Linked DNA regions of Mus musculus: region 1 is linked to region 2. A link is a contact called in public Hi-C data. All regions are on one chromosome and are shown on one strand. The core of a region is the stretch at or near the end of the contact, and the rest is flanking DNA. Distances in the headings are between cores, read along the strand shown. Region 1 holds the start of Ifit3b (interferon-induced protein with tetratricopeptide repeats 3B). Region 2 holds the start of Minpp1 (multiple inositol polyphosphate histidine phosphatase 1).

Evidence for each region. Hi-C and Micro-C count contacts between places; a contact is called where the count stands out from the background.
Region 1: a contact with region 2 is called in a Hi-C map of B cells, with 5 read pairs. The contact joins the promoter of Ifit3b here to the promoter of Minpp1 in region 2.

The regions. Positions count from the first base shown.
Region 1 is chr19:34,605,517-34,609,616 of GRCm38.p6, forward strand. Ifit3b (interferon-induced protein with tetratricopeptide repeats 3B) reads left to right here and starts at 2,441. Exons shown (of 2, transcript NM_001005858.3): 1 at 2,441-2,482. The coding sequence starts at 2,478. It also overlaps a transcript of Ifit1bl1 not described here.
Region 2 is chr19:32,483,221-32,487,308 of GRCm38.p6, forward strand. Minpp1 (multiple inositol polyphosphate histidine phosphatase 1) reads left to right here and starts at 2,549. Exons shown (of 5, transcript NM_010799.2): 1 at 2,549-3,339. The coding sequence starts at 2,721.

The sequences.
Region 1 (4,100 bases), core at 1,191-3,690, 2.1 Mb after region 2:
TAAGCTGTTCCCTTGGATTGCCCATACATGGTCACAACAATCCCACAGAATGCCCATCCAACCAATCTCATTGTTTAATCAACATTTCTGAGACCCAGGCTTGTGTAATCCTCCAACAGAAGAGCAGAGGAAGCAAAAAGTTTGAAAAGGTGTGGCTCTGAGGCTTCCTTGTGAGCTGAGCCATGTTCTTAGTTTCTTTATCTTGTTTTGTAGACATCCGCATAGCCAGATGAGCTGGCAATGAGAGCAGTCTGCAGCTGTGCATTTCCACATACATTAATTGCCTTCCCTTCAATCTATGGTAAAACCGTGCATTCAGAGGTATCTTTGACAGAGAGAGGCCTTTAACTAGATTGTTTCCCATAAGTAGGAATGGGTCTTGAACCTGAGGTTTAGTCACCTGAAGACATCTTTTCCTGAGGACTTTCAATCTTCTCCCCAACTCACACATAATGAAGGACATGTATGTGTTTTGCTCTCGTTTTCTTTATATACCCAGGATTGCACTGAGCAACACCAAAAGGGCACCTGGAGACATAATTATCCAGGGTCTTTGATGAACTTTGCTGTAGATTTGCTAAGTGAATCTTGGCCTCTTTGGTTGATATTTGTAAACCAGATTTACTTACAGGTCAGCCAGGGCAGTGTCAGGACTTTCCTTGTGAGTTTATGGTGAGATTCCTGTATAGATGCTAAAGTTCTGTTCTGAGATTTAATCCAAGGCAATGTAGATATTTCCATTTTCAGGCTCAAGTTAAACACCCTAGACACAGCCAAGCACAGTGTCTAGAATGGTACTTCAGTGCTGATACTCAGTACCCTACATGCAGAGTGGGATGAGAAAAAAAAAACCTATGAAAGGAAGGTCTTTCTCTCTCCCAGGTGCCTTCTTCCAATCTGTATTTAAAGTGTCTGTCTAACAAGCCAAAATAAGCTTTATATGCAAATATCTAGTCAAAAACTCTGACCCATCATTGATTCTGCTCCACTGAATAGTATGCCCTATTTTCTCCTCTGTGAAAAATTACACACACACACACACACACACACACACACACACACACACGCAGAGGCATGCATGCACACACATGTACATTTGTATACACACAAAGCAGAGCAAAAGAAACAGAGAGGCAGAAAGCAAGAAAATCAATTGATGTATCAGTCAATCAGTCAACCATAGCCCCCTATATTCTTCAAAGAGGGAACAACCTTGTGAGTGTGCCATTTGCCTGATTTAACAACTTCTGTTACTTAGAGATTTTCTGCAGTGCTAAAGCAACATCTCTTATATCAAGGCACAATGCCTAAGTGTCCAGCCCACCGTTTCCTATCCATCAGAGCAAAGAAGCAGAAGGATGCAGGCCCATCCTCCTTGGGCTTGTACATTAGCATTCCAAGTCCCACTAGACCAAAATCAGGCATTGTGCTCTGAACCACTAAAGAAAATGAGATCAATGAAAGTTGTATCCTTTCTGTGGCTTTGCTACCTGAGGCTTCCAAAGTTTAGGCTTAAGGCAAACACAGTGGGTCTAGCAGGTATGTGCTTACCTCTTATGCCATTAACAATCTCAAGTTGCTAAGTGAAAGAAGGACCCAGAATTCCACAGCTGACTAGGTTATCATGCTTAGCAAATGAGCAGTGAAAGCCACGCTTTAAAGAAATCATGAAGCTAAGCACCCAATCCATACCTAAGGATTGGTCCTCCATACCTCCTTCTACTCATGCATGACTTCATAACTCAAAGCAGAAGTCTTTCACTTAGTCACATATTTGTTCTCCCACCCAGGAAGCAGTGATGCACATGTTACCAATTCTATTCAGGGACTGGGTGTAAAGTAAATGATCACCACAGACCTCTAGGTGTGAAACAGCACAGCGAATCCCCCTGGTGTTTTGCTACTTGAATTCAGTGTAGCATAAAATGAAAACATTGGTTTGATTAGACTCTGGCAAAACTCCAGAGCTAGTCACATGGACATAGTCATTAAAGCTGGATTGAAACCTGTGTACCACAAGGGAACTCAGAGAAGGAAACACACTATCACTTCTTTCAAAATATTTTAGAATAGTTTCTTTCGTGTGGCCCCAGAAACCTCTGCAGAGTGCACTAGAGACTGTGGAAAACACTCTTTTCCTCCCAGAGGGACTGTCAGGCTGGAGGAAATGCCTCTCGACCCTCTGACACCAGAGGCAGAGTCCAGAGCTTATCCAATGCTGTGGCCAGGACATAGAAGGTCTCAGTGGTAAGTTTCACTTTCCTCTTCTGGTTGATTTTAAGTCTGTTTCAGTTTCTACTTTCCTCTTCCCTTTCACAAACACTGAGTCCTTAGAAGCAGCAGAGCACCAGCTGATTCATCCCCCCCCCCCCCCCGACTGCCCTCTTATATAATCCTCTGAGTCTCCACTTAGAGTGGACTGAGATTTCTCAGCCCACACCCAGCTTTTCCCAGCAGCACAGAAACAGATCACCATCATGAGGTCAGTGCAATCTCTGCTTCTCCAATTAAATGATAAACTGAGCTGATCACTGCACAGCAGAGTCTTAAGTTGTCTGCTTGCTTGTAGATTGAAATCACTTGCATGAGCATGGCTTTTTTTTTATTGGACCTTTTTCATTATTTCTCTGTGTAAATGTGCAAGACACTGCAGTTTCTAAAACTGCTCACTGGATGCCCCTGGAGAATATTGATAGACACGGGTAGGTCCACTGAAGCACAAAGTTTGACTCAAAGCTAGCACTAGAGGAGTCACTCTTTCTGGGATTTGTTGGTGTTTTATTAAAAGTGATCAAGACAATAGAAAGTTGTGTGTGTGTGTGTGTGTGTGTGTGTGTCTATCTGTCTGTCTGTCTGTCTGTCTGTTTGTCTGTCTGTGTTTCCATGTGTGTGAGTTTGTTGTGTTTTTCTGTATGTGTGTCTGTATGTGTGTGTCTCATTGTTTATGTGTATCTGTGTGTGTGTCTGCATGTGTGTTGCTGTGTGTTTGTATGCGATGTGTGTATGTGTCTCTGTGTTTGTGTGTCTGTGTGTGTGCTTTTTCAAAAGAACCAATCCTTCGCCAGTAGCTAGTGTAAGAGTTGGAAACAGTAGTGCAAGCTCACTTCATGTTTGTGAAAACTATGACCACTTCATGATTGAGGTTTTAAGAAATAGTTCTCACAGATGAGCAGGGCTTTTATTTAAATTGGGTTTTTTTTTAATTTTTCATATGCCACAAAATCTCAAAGGTTAAAGTTTTTTTTCTAGTATCTAAGGCTGCAGGACAAGCAAAAACACATTTCCCCTCAAATACAAACTCTGCTTAATTTGTAGCTATGAAAGCAGAACAATGGTTACCTAGAGATGGTAAGGGTAGAATATGAAGATACACACAGGAATTTCAGGGATGTCAGACATAACCTATAAGGAGTGTGGGTGGGCACATGGGCATAAACAATTGCTGAGACCCAGTGTACACAAATCATTAAAATAAGTGCATTGTATTGTAAGTAAAGAGTAATCATAGTATTTCTGATGTTTTTAAAGAGATTTATTTATTTTGTATATATGCATACACTTTGGGTGTCTGCAGACAAACCAGAAGAGAGCATCAGATCCCATTACAGATGGTTGTGAGCCACCATGTGGTTGCTGGGAATTGAACTCAGGACCTCTGGAAGAGCAACAAGTGCTCTTAACTGTTGAGCCATATCTCCAGAGAGTGAATTGTTTTTAACTGCAACTATAACTGCCATTAGAGGAGACTCAGAGAGAACTAAGAGGAAGGGCTAATGTTTCTGACAAATACATATCATGTAAGGATACAAGCCTTGTTGGCTGAGGGAAGGCTGATGTTATTAGCTACTGTGGAAGCTAAGAAAAAAGACAGTCTTCCCTACCCTCAACTCCACGGGTAACAAGGGTTAGCAAGGTTCAGGTTGGAAACACAGGGGATGACAATCATGCACCTCCAACTACATTAGCTTACTCCTTCCCATAGAATGGGCCTCTGAGAAGATCAGTATTAGTTCTGAGTGTGGTTGACCAGAAAACTGACATGTGTAGAACATTAATGGCAAGCCTGAACAAGAGACTTTGATGTGTTTTCTGTTTGGCTG
Region 2 (4,088 bases), core at 1,299-3,798:
ACACAGCTTCTGTACCTAAAGCTCAGATCACTGCAGAGGAGCTGAGCAGAAAGACTGTTAAGAGGCAGATGACTAGGAAGTCTGAAGTGAGACTGTCTCCTGGAAATGGCAGAAGGCTACACCTTTGATACCTCAACAATATGGCTGCCTGAATAAGACCTGAACAATGACAACACCAATAAACAGGCTAACACAGGAGATCTCCTAGAGCCACACTTCTAGACAAAGAACACCAGGCAACTAATGATGCTGAGAGGGGAAAGAAAAAGAAAAAGCGGCCATATATTTTTGAGGGTCTTATAGAAGACATGGGAGGAGTTGGGGGGAGGAAAGAGGGAAGTGATGATAATTACATTTTAATTAAAAATGGGGGGAAAGGCCAAGGGTCCTCAAAAGAAGAAATACAAATGGCCAATGAATATTTTCAAAAGTCTTCAACATCCTTAGTGACCAGAGAATGCAAATGAAAATTACTCTGAGATTCCATCAAAGTATGACTAGCATCAAGAAAACAAATGACACCACATGATGGCTAGGGTGAAGCAAAAAAGGAATCCGTGTCAGGGTGGGTTGAAGTGTAAACTGATGTAGCCATTATAGTGTAGCTGCAAAACAGAACTACTGTGTATCCCAGGTATACACTCAGGTATTCACCTAAAGGCGTCCACACCCTACTATGGAGATGCTTGCTCTGCCATACTTATAGTAGCTCTAGTCACAATTACAAGGAAATGAAATCAGTCTATATTTCCATCAACAGATAAATAACAACAGTACTTATATACACTGGGATTTTACTCACCCATATAGAAAAATGAAATTTTCCCAAAAACTGATAGAACTGGAAGACATTTAGGCTTAAAAAAGCAAACACATTCTCTCTCATGTTTGGATTTTAGTGTATATATGTGAGTGCTTGTTGACACTAGGAAACTAAAAAGGGGCCCAGGAAGAACAAAGGAAACTTTGTAAGGGTGAGGAGTGGGCATGGTTCTAGAACACATTTGATAAGGAATGAGGGACACTGGGAAAGGGCTTAAGTAGGGGATCCAAGCTGGGCCATGGAGGAGAGGTCAGGGCTGGAGGAGGTTCAGCAAAAACTAAGCATGTATGAAAAGGGCACAAGGAAACCTACTGCTTTGTAAACTATCAAAGTACAATTGAAAAAAATGTCTTATACTGAAAACAAATAACAACGCAAGCACCTTAGTCTATAAGGTGTAAGGCTTAAAATTCAATGAATACTAATTTAAGTAACCTCCTGTGAAAAGTAAGACTGGTCACGAATTTTTAGTCATTTAAACACTACAAAATGACATATCAAAAAAAAAAAAAAAAGCACAGTTCTGTTAGAATTCCCCCACTCCTGAGCCTTAAAATTTCAGCATTCAAGTTGGAATTTACTCTGGATTTTTATAACATTTTCTTCTTGGTCAGTGCTTAACAGTACAATTTTCTGTACCATTAAGTACAGATGGTAACTGTCCTTATGAGAAAGATCCAATGTGGCCAATGTGGTTAAAATCTCCTTGGGTTTGGATCATTTTATCATTTAATAATCTTCCTTAATTGTCATACATACTGAGGTTTGGGTAGGAAAAAAACAAACAAACAAGGTATTTAGATTCAAGATTTTTGAGTCCAAGATTCGGAGCTATGTGGCCTGACAGACACTCAACTGTTGGGGTTGACTCAGTGACTGAGTGCTTAATGGTTTTGAAAAAGACCCCAGTTTAGTTTACAGTACACATGACAGCTCACAACAGCCTGAAACTCCCGTTCTAGGGACTCCAACGCTTTATTCTAGCCTTCGTGGGCTCACAAATGTTGTACATATAGTCATGCTAGTTCACACATGCACATTTTAAAATCTCAACTGATTTGCATATCTAACTACATGGGAGAATATGGGTGTTTCCTCCATACAGTGATGAGGTCATATTTAATAATGGAGTGCATCTGTGAGGCCATGATTCAGTGTGCTCAAATTATAAGGACGGCTGTTTCTATTCTCTCAATGGCCTTTGGCATAAACAAGCTTACAATCTTGAGGTGGTGTGTCAGCTCTAGCCTACATTAAAATCATACTTAAATTGAAGCCCAGGGCTTAAATTTCTGAAGGAATAAGCCCCTTTCTAAATTCATGGCTCTGAGGTGTCCTGCTTATTTTCAAACTCTTAACAAGAGGGTCGGGGGAGGGCGTGTGCTTCAGGAGGTATCTTGTAAGCAAAGGCCACAGACGTTCTTTCTCGAGGGATCTTGAGACTGATCGTTCAGGGGCCACATGTTGAAAACACACCGTAAGGGACAAAAGCCATCTCCTATAGCTTCTCTTTTGGTAGAAGCCGGGCTACCTACTAGAAAAAGGAAAGGATTCATGTGTGCTCTTTTACCACACCGAAAAACCTAAACAGCTCAGGAATCTTTGAATCGGTTCCTGAGGCGCCAAGCTGCCGGACAGTCGCCCACGCTCCGGGTCAACTGACGCCGGCTCCACCTGCGCCCGGTGTCACACGCTCGTCGGAGGTTTCCGCCTCTCCACTTGTCCACACCGAAGCTCCGAGACGATCGGCCACACTCGCTCGGTGACAGCACCGGAGACCACGCTTGCCTTCTGAGGTTCCCGGGCCGGAAGTGCGCTCTGCTCCCGCCCCCGCCGGCGGATCCGGAAGTGGGGGTCGGCAAGCGGCGCGCCGCCCTCCGCGGGGCCCCCGGGCACGATGCTTCGCGGCGCGCGCAGCCACCTCCCGGCCTCGGTAGCGCCCGCCGCGGTCCTGGCTGCGGCGCTGCTCTCGTCGTTCGCGCGCTGCTCTCTCCCGGGGCGCGGCGACCCGGTGGCTTCGGTGCTCAGCCCCTACTTCGGCACGAAGACACGCTACGAAGATGCCAACCCCTGGCTGCTGGTCGATCCGGTGGCGCCGCGGCGGGACCCGGAGCTGCTGGCGGGGACCTGCACCCCGGTGCAGCTGGTCGCCCTCATCCGTCACGGCACCCGCTACCCTACGACCAAGCAGATCCGCAAGCTGAAGCAGCTGCAGGGGCTGCTGCAGACCCGCGAGTCCCGGGATGGCGGGAGCCAAGTGGCCGCCGCGCTGGCCGAGTGGCCGCTGTGGTACGGTGACTGGATGGACGGGCAGCTGGTGGAGAAGGGGCGGCAGGACATGCGACAGCTGGCCCTGCGTCTGGCTGCCCTCTTCCCAGACCTCTTCAGCCGGGAGAACTACGACCGCCTGCGGCTGATCACCAGCTCCAAGCACCGCTGTGTGGACAGCAGCGCCGCCTTCCTCCAGGGGTTGTGGCAGCATTACCACCCAGGACTGCCACCTCCCGACGTCTCAGGTGACAGCGCGCTCCGCCTTCCCTAGACTGCGGACTCCCTCATCCAGCCTCCCCTCGTGTCCCTTTTTGTCACCTCCCTTTCCCGCTTGCGTTCTCGGGACCCAGGATGTGGACTTGGTTGTCTCTGTTGTTTTAGTAATACGCTTGTCCATTCACTCATCAGGTGTGAATTCCTAGCATTTTCTGCGCAAGAGTGCAGTAGGGGACGCTGGAGACCCAGCTAGAAGGAGGGGAAAGAAAGTATCGCTTCTCGTTTTACATTCCACATTCCCAAATCGCGTTATCCCCCCGAGTGCCAACCTAGCTTCTTTTCCCTTCCTGGCAAGTAGTTTAACACCTGGGCGCACTTAATAATATAGAACTTTCTTCCTCCCAAACTGCTTGTGAGAATTGGGAGTTTTGTTGTTTTGTTTTTTTGACACAGGGTTTCTCAGCCCTGGTTGTCCTGGACTCGCTTTGTAGGCTATGCTGGCTTCACAGAGATCCACCTGCCTCTGCCTCCTGAGGGCTGGGATCACAGGACTTTTGGCTTTTTTGTTGTTGTTGTTGTTAACAACATCTTTTCCTGTGTTTCGACATTTACAAGGATTTTTTAGGAAGCTGCTCCTCAAAGCCTCTTTAAGCCTTACTTAGGGTTAGGGTACCCTGTTTCGTTCTTGTGTTTGCTGTAGTTTCCCTTGTTGTAGCTGTGGTCCGTAGTCACATGTATATTACCTCACCTACTTATTCCATTATTATACGGCTTCGGG